Regions from separate parts of the Rattus norvegicus genome. Here region 1 is linked to region 2. The links are chromatin contacts, called in public Hi-C maps. All regions are on one chromosome and are shown on one strand. Each heading gives the region's core, a stretch centred on a gene start, on an enhancer-like site or on the middle of the called end of the contact. The rest is flanking DNA. Distances are from core to core; before and after follow the strand shown.

Region 1 (6,073 bases), core at 3,510-6,009, 33 kb before region 2:
CACTGCCCAAAGAAGCCAGAAGAAGACATCAGATCCAGCCCCTGGGGCAGGAGCGACAGACGATTGTGAGGCACCAAGTGGATTCTGGGAATCGATCCGCAATCCACTGGAAGATCAACCAGTGCTTTAAAGCACTGGGCTCCCTGCAGCTCCAAGCCTCCCTTTTAAAAAGAGATTTCTCAAAAACCTGCATAATTTAAAAAGTAATGACAGCCACTTCCCCCACATGATAGCAAGCAGCTACTTCACCCTGAAACTCGGCTGTAAGGATTTTACTACTCAGGAGTAGGACAGAGGGTCCCTTCTCATCCTCCTTCGAGAAACTGGCTAACACATTTAAGTCAGAAAAAGAAGCAAGGTATGCAAACCTCAGAAGGGAAAGATTAAAACTGGTACTATGTGTGTATGAGACACTAAAATAACTTTTAAAAACCCAAGAGTCCACTATGAACCTCAATGAGATGATGAAGCTAAGTGTATGTCAAAAAAAAATCTCCAAATTAATTTGTAGAAATCAATATTTTGCGTATCTATAACAAGGACAGTAAAATGATGTCCATTTAAAAGTTTTTCTCAAAGCTCCTACCTTTTACACTTATTTCTCTGTGAGTATGTGTCTGTGTGTATATGCATGTGTGTCTCTGTGTGTACACATGCGCCACAGTGGACATATGAAGATCAGAGGAGAGTCTGCAGGAGTTGGGTTCTCTCCTCCTGCTGTGTGGGTCCCAGGGTTCGAATTCATGCCACCAAGCTTGGCGTCAAGCCCTTATCCTCTGAGCCACGTTTCTGGCCCCCGGAATGATGTACTTAACAATATATGTAACAAGGACTGCGACCTGTGAGCTAGTGGTTTCTGTTGTGGTGGTAAGACACTGACCAGAAACGACTTGAGTTTGTTTGGTTTCTGGGTTACACTCCGTCCTTGGAGAAAGTCAAAGCAGGAACCTGGAGGCGAGAACTGAAGCAGAAGACCCTACATGGAGGCACAGAGGGACATTGCTTAACTGGACAGTCCCCGGATCCACACTCAGATACCTTTCTTATACCTCCAAGGACTACCTGCCCAGCGGTGGCACTTACCACAGTGGGCTGGAACCTCCTAAATCAATCATCAGTCAATAAAAGGCCCTATAGGCAGGCACACAGATCAATCTGATGGCGGCATTTCCCCAGTCGAAGTTGTCTAGGTTTGTGTCAACTTGACAAACAAAACAACCAGTACAGTCTAGACATGCTTCTTACGGGGAAAACTTATAGCAAACCAGAGGATACAAATCAATGCTTGAAGTATGTATCTTATAGAAGCAGATACAGCACAATGATGTCAGTTATTCCTACATCAATCTATAGATGTAACCCCAATTTAAAAAGAAAGCCACAATATTTTTTTAAAAAAGAAATCAGAACATTTTAGGGCCAATGTGGGAAACTTTCTGTGGCTACAGAGTGGCTACAAAATATACAGAGAATAGGGGTAGGGTGGGGGTAAGCTAGGGGACCCAGACATAATTCTAAGGAGAAAATCTGGGTCAGGGTTCGGGGTCCAGGATCTGAGTAGTGGTGGTGATTTAGAGACAGCATGAAGTTGAAAGATATTTCCATGGAGATCGGGCCAATCAGGTGAGGGAGAGATGTCAATGGAAAGTATTGAGTATACTGCCCATGCAGTCATCGATCAAAGGTTCTATAACCCTTCCCCAACACACTTAAATCTACATCCTTCTGGTGGCACTGTCTCTGGGCCCGTGGAGCTGGAACAGTTAGTAGGGAAAGGTTAAGTGTCTGCTCACAGCCTAGTGGAGCATGGCTTCAGCATCATGACTCTGCTCATTAGTGTCCTTGAGAGCTTCTACGACCAGGACCCTGGGGAGTACTGGTCTTTCCCTACCTGATATTCTTTCTTTTCGTCTTGATTCAAAATTGTGCTAGGAAAAAAAAATAGGGCAGTGGCTGTTTTTGAGCCCAACCTCGTTGAATCGATGCTCATTGTCACTGGTGAGACGTAAGTGTCCTGTGTTTACTCTTCTTCAATCAATTAGTAAGTGGCATACACATAGGCGAGCTTCTTACTGCCGCAAGCCTACCGTTCCGCCAGAACCAACATTCCATTGGCATCGCTTGTTCAACATTCTTTGCAACACATCATCCCCAGAACAAAGTTAGTTTAAATTCATCACCTGCAGTCACCCCCAAACATCTTCAGAAGTCAGTGCATATGGTGTTTGATCGGGAAAAGAAGTACGTTTGTTTTGGGTGCAAGCAAGCTGTTATGCGAAGCAAGTGTCTGCTGAAATGTAGGTGAAAGATGCAGAGGCTTTGAATTAGGTTGGTTGAACCGTCATTCACTCCCAACACCCACCAGGCGAGGTGTTCTTGGCATATTACCACGCAAAGCTGTAAGGAGGTGTCTTGGCTCTGACGAGCCCCTGGGTGGTTTTGTTCTATGCAGATCAGTCTAACAATCCTGGAGGGCCCTGTGAGTCCTCTGCTTCCCTAATGAACTCCAGAGGAGGCTATCCTGCAAACCCACAGACCTCACCTGGGGGCGCCAGGAACTCAACTTGGCTCCATAAATTAGAAACCTTCTTCTGGTGTCTGTTTTATTACTATTGAGCTACAAACAAACAAACAAACAAACAAACAAACAAACAAAAAAACCACTTTATCGAGAAAAGATATAGTTCTATGAGGCATTTTTTTTAAGTTACTTTTGCTGTGTGGTTCGGGTTGGCCCGGTATCCATTACATAGGCCCAGGGTGACCTAGAACTCGCGGCGATTCTCTTGCCTCAGCCTCTGAAGCGCTAAGATTGCAGGTATGCGCCCACACACTTGGCATCCCCAGTTCTCTTTTCTCGGGCATCACCTCCTCACAGGAGCCTTTCCCTTCCCCCATTCCATGTCCCCTTCACTCCACAGCACTACAGTTTTTCACTGTCTGCATTACTGTATTCTGTAGCCACGCCGTCCTCCACCGGAGCACTTGTTGGGCTCCCTGTGGTGTCTGTAGAATTCTGCACAGTGGCATTTTCGAGGATCACAAGCCTGTTATACGAGAGGTGTCCCTTTGGCTCTCGGTTCCCATGTACTCATCTGTCAAACTGTCTCTAGTTGCCCCCAGAGGAGGGCTATGAACATAATAGTACAACAGGCCATTGGCAAGCATGAGCTGGCTTCCATGTACAGCAGTGGGAGGAGCAGTAGATACCTTTAATCATGATGGGCTGGAGAGATAGCTCAATGGTTAAGAGCACTGAATGCCCTTCCAGAGAACCTGGGCTCCATTCCGAGCACCCACATGGTTCCAGGAGATCTGACCCCTTCTTGTTTCTGTGGACACCAGTCGCACATGCAATGCACACATATGCATGCAGATAAAATATCCACAGAAACGTAAACAAATGAGTGAAATTTAAGGGAGTGATGATAATAAAAGTGTGTGATGACTAAATCGGTCTGAATAGTTTTGGTATCTAATACAGCTGGGCTCCACGGTGTCACTCGAGAAAGAGGTGCCACCATGTGTGAGGATTCCTGAAGCAAATGTTCCTGGCTGTGGGAGATAAATTCAGAGGGTGACTAAATGTTCAACATGGAGGTTGGAGGCTCTCAAGCTTGTACAGCCTTTTCTCTTACATATGCACCCGCATAGATAGTTCTAGCAGGACCATCCACAGCAACATCACCCCTGTGAACTTTGGAAGCTGTGCAGAGCAGAAGAAAAAGCTGCCTCAAAGATGTTCCGTCATCAGCCACATGTCTAGCTTTGTGTGTAGCACGTGATTGCCTGTTATATCTTCTCTGTCTGTCTCTGTCTGTCTCTGTCTCTGTCTCTGTCTCTCTCTCTCTCTCTCTCTCTCTCTCTCTCCTCTCTTCTCTCTTTCTCCTCTCTTTCTTTCTGTCTTTCTTTTTTTTTTTTTTGAGACTGGCCTTCCACTTAACTTAGAGTTCACTGACTGGCTGGACTGGCTGGCCAGCAAGCCCCGGTGACCCTCTTGTCTCCACTTCCAAAATGCCAAGGTTACAGTGTGAGCCACCTCACCTGACTTCTCACATGACTCCCTCCCTCATGCTTGCAGAATAAGTATCTCCCCAACTCCACTCAATTTTGTTTCTTTTATTGATTTGATAGCCGGAATCCTAGTGGACGAAACCCATCTCAGCAGCATTAGCGAGAGAATTATGTCAAGTCTTACAAAGGGCCTTACCCCTCCCACCCCATCACCGCTGCCTCCCACAGAGATGCAACTATTAATATACAGGGTCTTTGGTAACAAGAAGCTGTCTTTGTTAAACCACATTGATCTCCCTAGGAAATTTTTTTCTCATGGATGAGAAGAGGTGGGCAAAATGCTCCCTGGTATTTCAAATATGGCTGCCTTGGAGGCTCAATTCAGGCTCAGCATCGCAGCAGCAACCCGACTCCTTGTGATGCTGGGTGACTCATGAGAAGGAGACATCCTGTGAGCACGCAGTTTAGCATGAAGCTTCCTTGGGTGAATGGGGCTCACTGTGTCAAGTAAAATTCAGAAGGTAGCTAAGTTAATCGAAGAGTGTTCCAGACGAGTCACTGAAAGGGAGGTATCCCTGGAGAGAACAGTGCTTGGGATACGAAAGAGGAGGTAGAAAACTGGGACGGTTGAAAAATACCAAGATGTACTTTTAAAAGACCAAACGGTAACGCTGTTTCAGCAAGTCTCCAGTTTCAGATCTGCGCCCAGCTTTGTGTCTCGCTAACTATGAGCTCCGTGGGGGTCGGGGCTGCATCAGTGCCTGGTACAGGAGGGGCTGTGGGCACAAAGATGCTATTCAGTGTTGGGGGTGGATCAGAATTTAGTTCTGCCTTTGAGTTATGTCTGCCTTACTTTCAGTTCATCCTTCTGAAGCCCTTGGCAGGGTCAGGGAGGTAGGGGTTCCATCTCACCTCTGACAAGCTTTTGTCAAAAATACTTTTCACACCTGGAGAATGCTCAGCCTGCTCTACACGTGCCCTGAAATTACCCACTCACTCACCAACCTTTATGGGTTGTGCACCATGGAGGGCTCTGATTGTCCTTAAAACAACATTCTACCTCCACTGATCCCTGCAAGAACTGTCAATCTCCTATCTCTTGCAAAAAACAAAAAACAAAACAAAAGAAAAAACCCAAACCCTTTGATAAACTAATAATAAAATTGATAAATTGTTACGATAGTTATTCATACTTCAGAGAAAATAGAGCAGGGATCCACTGGCTTATCAGTTGAAGTGTTGATTGAGAAGCTGGGGCGGTGGTGGGGGCGAAGAAGCTACCTCATCGTTCCGAGGAGCTTAATAGCACCCCGGTTTCTCTGGCAGGATTCTCCCATTGCCTTCTATATGAGATTTGCTACATTAAGCCCTCAGAATCCTCAGAAGGGTCATAAAGTTGGAGCTGTGGTTATAGAGCCAGGCAAAGATATGTGAGATGTGTGGAAGCATTTACCTCATACTTAATATCCGGAAAGAGTGTGGCTCAGGCAGGCAGGGGGAAAGAAGAGAGTCAAGAACTTACTCGGTAGTGAATTGATTCAGTAGAGGGGGAAAGAAAATTCTGAACATAAGCTAGAGGGCTCAGGATTATGTCAACCCAAACAAGCCATTGACCGTGGAGAGACGTCGGGGAGGGCTTCCTGAGGCTGTCGGCCACCTGGATCTTGTGGATGCTAAGTGCTCCCTGATATCACAGAGACTAAATCGGCTCATCAATATCCTGACGGGTGACCCAGAATAGACAGCCTGGGATGTCTCGACCTGGATAAGAATCTCAGCTACAGGCACAGGCCCCAACCCCAGTTGTGTTTCCACCATACACTTCCTCCTGGTAACGCCGACCTTCAGCCACCTCCTCAAGTTCCCGTCTTCCCAGTGACGGGAGCCAGTGCAAGCCGTCCTGGCTTGTCTCTCGTAGGTGGGAAGAGAAGAAAAGCACTGTGGTTTTCATAATTAGGGATGCCAGTCTACTTTTCTAGCTGGCTCAGATCCCTGGTGCCAGAGGAAAGCTTAAAGAGTATTAGAATTATTAAAGATTAAAGAAAAATGTGTGTCTTGA
Region 2 (5,854 bases), core at 2,363-4,862:
TTCCGTTCAAATATTTTTCTAGGGTATTTGATCCTAACAACAAGTCTAACAGATCTGTTAGCTATTTGTGCATGAAACTAAACAATCAAACCAGGGAACCTCAGGGTATGTGTCCAACCAGTAACTAAAGAATGGTGGGAGGAAAGACGGATAGAAACAGACAATATTGGTATCGTGTGTGTGTGTGTGTGTGTGTGTGTGTGTGTGTGTGTGTGTGTGTGTGGTGAACTGGTTTTTGAGTCTCTGGCAAAAGAATTTGGTCAGAGTAATTTGACTTCATTCTGTCACTATTGATGATTAAAGATTATAAGGATGTCAGCGCCCAGGATAAAGCCATGGAATACAGTGGCGATGTCTTACCAAACCATAAGGATCCAAGGTTTAGTGAACCTATGATACTTCTCAACTGAAGCAGAACGCTAGGAGGGTCCTCCTGCTTTCTAGAAACTTCAAACTGCCATGGGGGAGAGAGAGCATGCTCACCCGTATACACCCTGATTCCTACAGAGCAGACCTAAGGACAATGCTGCAAATAGGATCTAATAAGACCCCAGTGCCCACAGTTATTCCTACCATCATCTGCTAGCACAGCACTGGTGCAACAACGGATCATAATAAGCTGTAAGTGAGGGCTTTGGGGGAACTCTTGGGAAAGGACACACATATGTGCACACACACAGAGAGGAAGAGAGAGAGAGAGAGGGAGAGAGAGAGCAAGAAATAAAAACAAATGTATGATGACTTGGTTAGAAGATATATTGGAACAGGAAAATAAGAGCATAATAATGGGGTGGGGTGGGGTGGGGGTGGGGATGGCCACACCTCACGGTGAAGACTTGGATACACATCAAGAGTCTTATTCACCACCCTAAATGCAACACACTCACAACCGAAGTTCTGTCACCGGATCGTGGTGGCTACCTGATTTTTCTCTACTCTTAGAACCACTAAAGAGAGTTAACTTGCCAATAGGAACCTGCTCGAAGCATTTTGTGCCAACTGAAGCAGTGACTCCTCTCCAGCCGAAGTCGCCTGTGACAACAGCCACCGCAGAGGAGATGGCACTTCTGCTAAACATGTGGCACCTTTCCTCCCACCTGGGTGTTGGTGCTGAAGTCAAATGAAAGCACATCAGGAGCCCCCGTTCCCCCTCCTCCAGGTTCCACTGGTCCAGTCAGCTGGCTGCCTGGCTGGGGACCCAGAAACAACAGGAGCCCCACAGATTACGCCTCTTTGGCACTCTTCACGCAGTTCATACCCCTTCTCTCCAGCCCATGGGTCCCACATAGATGCCACCCGTTTAGTCTCCAACACCCACAGAAGGTGACCTGTGAGACACCTGGGCAATCGGGAGTCAGAAGTGGAGGATTGGGGCTGTAGGTGACAACAAGCAAAACGGGGGGCAGGGAGGGGGGTCAAAATCAGAGCCTAGTACTTGTTAAAGACAAAACTAAACAGAGTAGGTTTAGATAACCCTAACCAGAAGAAGCTGCAGGGACTGAATGCATATACTGTGCCTTTAATAGCTGGAATATGGGCAGCTTAAAGAAATTCTGCCCATAAACATGTTCCTTTTTTAAAAGTTTGAATCGAGACTTTAACTTTTGTTGAGCATAGAATGAGGGAGGGGCGAGAAGCTGCAGATGTTGAACTCAATCAGAGCGATTGACAGCGACCCGGAATACAGCTAAACTCTTTACCTAGGGGCTACTAATAAGGAAGGCCTGTCTTCAGAGGGCAGGGTGTTGCTATGACCAATTGGATTTTCCTGAAGACTCTCATGCAGTTGTAGTCCCCAACCCTCTCGGCCCCCAGGATAGAGTCCAACGTGTTGTTTCTGGAATCAGGAGCCACGTGGTGTCCAGATTTCCTTTCTAGACCTTACATCTTTCACCTGTTCCCAAATGATCTACTGTGGGTACTTTCTGGGGAAACTTCTTTGAAAGACGGTACACTCCACCCTTGGTAAGACTGTCAATCAGGAGGACAAGGAAATGAAAAAATGAAATTACCCACGCAGGACACTGTAGGTAATCAACACTTTCCACCTAAAATAACTAAGAACCAGCCAACTGGGTCTAAGAAGAAGCCTCGAACTTCCTTTGCGTGGGTGGGGTGGGGGTCACGGGGGCGGGGATAAGGACTAAGTCTATTTCTATCTTAAGAATCCCCACCCCACCCCACCTCAGAAGGCTGCACCTGGGCTGATGTGCTAGTTCCAAACTCAAGAGAGTCCACCTGCCTGGTTCTTGACACTGCTCTGGAGCCAGTGACCTAGCACAGCTTACATGTGCCCCTCTCTCCTCTTCCTTACTCCCAGGATCCAGGCCCTGCAAGGCGTTATTTCAGGGGGCTGAAAATCCCATAAAGGGAGAACAGGGAAAGCGGGCTGACATTATATAACAACATACACCAGAAAACGAAAGTCATCAAAGTAGGGGCATGAGAAGGCGAGGGGGAGCACGGCATCTGGAAGCTGTCACTTACTCGAAGGCGAAGAAGAGTCCACTAGTGACCAGGATGAGGATGAGCGTCAGGTAGAAAACGCCGGTCTGCCGGGCCATCATGATCCTCCCGTTGCAAAAGAACTTGTTTCTTCCCGGGAACACCTCCCATTTCCTCCGGGCTGCGATTTTCTTCTTCTTGTGGGGAGACTCCATGGGGGAGGAGCTGTGGGTGCTGATCTGACTGTACTCGCAGTCTTTCATGGGCCCGCCGCCGCCGGGAGGCATCCACGAGGGCAGCCGGCTGGGGGCGCACACCCCCAGAAGCCCCCCGGCCGCGCGGGTCCCGCCGAGCCACGGCCGCCGCCGGCCACCCGGCCGCCGCCCGAGCCGCGGCGCTGCGACCCCTAAACGGGCTCCCGGCTCGGCGACAACTTTGCCGAGGACACCCAGGTTAACCCCTTGGAGAGCCCAGCTGTCATAGCAGAATCCGCTTTCAGGAGGGACTGTTGGTCCGCAGTCCGCGGCAGCGGTTCTCCGTGGCTTCCAGCCCGTGGATCGGGGCTGCAGGACCCCGCGGGGCGCGGGGGACCGCTCAGCAGACACCCAGACGGCGGTGCGCCTGGCTCCGCCACCCGAAAGCTCTAGGCTGCGCCTGGACTCCGGCCCGCGGGTCCGCGATCGCCGCGCCCTTAGGGGACACGAGGCAGCGGACCCACGCCGGCTCCCTCCCGAGCCACTTCTGCTCCTCGGCCAGGTGGTTTCTACTCTTTCCTGGTGACGGATCCTCCCAGGAGAGAGCGCTGCAAACTGGGCGGCAGCTCGCGGCACCGGCAACCCCTCCCAGGGGTGGGGATAGCCACGCGCGTTCTTCTGTCAGGAGCTGCTCCGTAGGAGCCGGGGCGCTGCCCGCGCTGCGACCCCGCGTCCACGAGCCGAGCAGCCGCGCTGAGTCCGCGGCCCCTACGCGGGGCTAAGGCCGAGGGTGGAAGCGGCGGCGGCGGCTCCCGGGGCTTCCTCGGTTCCTTCTGTCCGGAGAAGCCAAGCCTAGTGCGACGAGGGCCGCCGGAGGGCCGCGGGGACACTGCCACAGACACTTGTTTGCAAGGCTCAGCCCCGGCGCGCGCGGCGCTCGGAGCAGGTCCGCCTCCTCGCGGCCCGGTGGGCGGTGACTCCCGCGCCTCACGGCCGGGCTCCTCCTCCTGCTCCTCCTTCTCGCCAGCTAAGCCAGGGCACCGGCTCCTGTGGGTCCCTGCCCTAGTCCCCCCTCCCTCCCCACACCCCATACCCCGAGCCAGTGCGCAGGGCTCGAGGACTGTGAGGGCCTGGCGCGCCCGGAAAAAGGCTCCTGGCTCCCTGGTGACATCCTTCACCCCAGCAGCGATCAGTTCGTTGCCCTCCGTGCTGAGTCGCCATGCGCTCCCCTCGGACTTCGGTCCTGTACTGGGTTCTCCACCGGATTATTCCCGGCCCCAGCTGCGACCTCTGGACACGCGCATCCTCGTGACCAGTCGAAAAATCGTTCTTGCTACTACGGGGGACCTGAGTACCCTCGGCGCGGAGAAGTGACCTTTCCTGGCTTGTCCTCGGCTCGTCCTCTTCCTCCCCAGCGCCACGCATGGCTGAGACGCCGGGAAACTCTAATGATGCCCAGAGGATGGGGGTGGTGGAGTGCCTGATGACAGGGTGACGAGCAGCCGCCCGAAACAGGCCAGACTTCGGGACCTCCAAGGGCGGGGGACAGCAGAGCGATCTGTGTCAGCTCCAGCAGCGACCGATCTGGTCCCTCTTTTGGATTAAAAGCCCCCAGTGGCAGGCTTTGTTTGCAAAGGTCGCTGTCTTTCCCAGTTTTCATTCTCTACTTTTCCCCCAGTGATGCTCACAATGCGCTCATTTTACTGCTGGTTCCTTGCATCTGTGGAGCCCACACACAGTAAAGGGACCGCAGGTCCAGCGGATGCTTGGAGTGCGCCTCTCTCTATTCCAGTTTGACAGTTGGGTGTACCTACGGGCGCAAGCCCGGCGCCAGAGAACCCCAGCCGCCTAAGCGCTGCTGCGCCCCTGGGCTTCATGGCCGGGTGGGAGCGCTAACTGAGATATGCACTAAGGTAACCGGGCGCAAAAAAAAAAAAAAAAAAAGGGGAACCGGGCACCGGGCACCAGCGCTCGATTTTCCGAGTCCTACTTTCTTTTCGGAGCCCGCTGGGATATGTAGTTCCTTCTCTCGTCGTCCAACTCTGGGAGCAAACGTGACTTAAGGATCTAAAACTACAAGTCCCTGCATCCCCTGCGACGAAGGCGGTGAGGCAAGGTACTAGGCTTTGTGGTGCTCGGCGTTTGGAGATCAACAAAGACAGCTTTGGAAAAGGTGCTTTCTCTGTACGGGGTGGTTATTTGCACACTGCCCGCGTTCTGTGTAATCCTCACCACAACCCTGTCATGCACTATTGTACCAAACTCAAAGAAACTGCTTGCCCAACTCTACAAAGCTGCCCAGTGATAGAGATGGCACTGAACCCAGAGCTCTGTCTTTCCATTACAAAGCATGCCTCAGTGCTCCGTGTCAAAGCGAGATAAGGTTGGCTAGCGAAAAGAGAAAAAGAATGTAACCAGCTGGGAAGTGGTGGGAATAGAAATGTTAATTAGATAGGACAAGGAATTAAGAGAAGTTAAAAGCAAGTGCGATTCTTAGCGGCTGGATGGGACCTTTTCTTTGTTTGGTGAGTGGATGGGTGTTTTTTTGTTTGTTTGTTTGTTTTGTTTTTTGGGTTTTTTTTTTTTTTTTGAAACAAGTTCTCACTACTGTTGTAGTAGTTTCCAGTTTCTGATTCTCTGCCTTTTGTCTGCTGGCATTACAGATGTGTTCCACCAAGTCCAGCTAAGGGTCTTAAATGGACAATTGGAATTGACCTTGAATTATTTGAGATACTGCATGACAGACAAGCACATTAACAGAGACAACTAAGTGCTTGGTAACTGTGCTTTTTTTTTTTTTTTTAAACAAACCAACTAACTCTGGCATTTGAAGTACAAGCTTTTATGCCTTCCCACCCTTTAGCTGATGTGCTCAAGATGTTATTTTGTCAAAAGCACGTGTTAACTTTATTGTCTTGGTGGCTTTAGAAAGCACCTTCTCTTAGCATTGGGAGTGGAGCTCCATGGTAAAGTACTTTCTCATTCTCTTTCTCACTCTCATTCTCAACTAAACTGGGTTTTTCTGGCATCTGGCTTCTAGCACTGTTGCAAAGTCCTTATCCTCTAGAGATGCATACTAAAAGTATTTGCAAATGAAATGATAGAACATCTAGATTGTGCTTTCAGACTCTCCAGCCCATCCTCCTCCCACACACAAGGAGACAGAAAGAACAATTCTGGGAACTCTTGGAAAGTGTTACCATTATGAGATGTAA

The links. Hi-C and Micro-C count contacts between places; a contact is called where the count stands out from the background.
Region 1: a Hi-C map of frontal cortex shows a contact between it and region 2, with 1.7 times the contacts expected there. The contact joins the enhancer-like site here to the promoter of Zdhhc14 in region 2. A contact is called at or near these places in 2 of 12 Hi-C or Micro-C datasets (frontal cortex and mammary epithelial cells).

What each region holds. Positions count from the first base shown.
Region 1 is chr1:48,505,972-48,512,044 of GRCr8, reverse strand. The region is part of intron 1 of Zdhhc14 (zinc finger DHHC-type palmitoyltransferase 14); the gene reads right to left. Among named protein-coding and RNA genes, the nearest start is that of Zdhhc14, 35 kb to the right of the region's middle. Within about 2 kb of position 4,759, at least 36 of the 93 cell types and tissues checked have an H3K27ac peak or open chromatin away from gene starts, as enhancers often do.
Region 2 is chr1:48,472,032-48,477,885 of GRCr8, reverse strand. It overlaps Zdhhc14 (zinc finger DHHC-type palmitoyltransferase 14), which reads right to left and starts at 3,612. Exons shown (of 9, transcript NM_001039343.1): 1 at 2,488-3,612. The coding sequence starts at 2,732.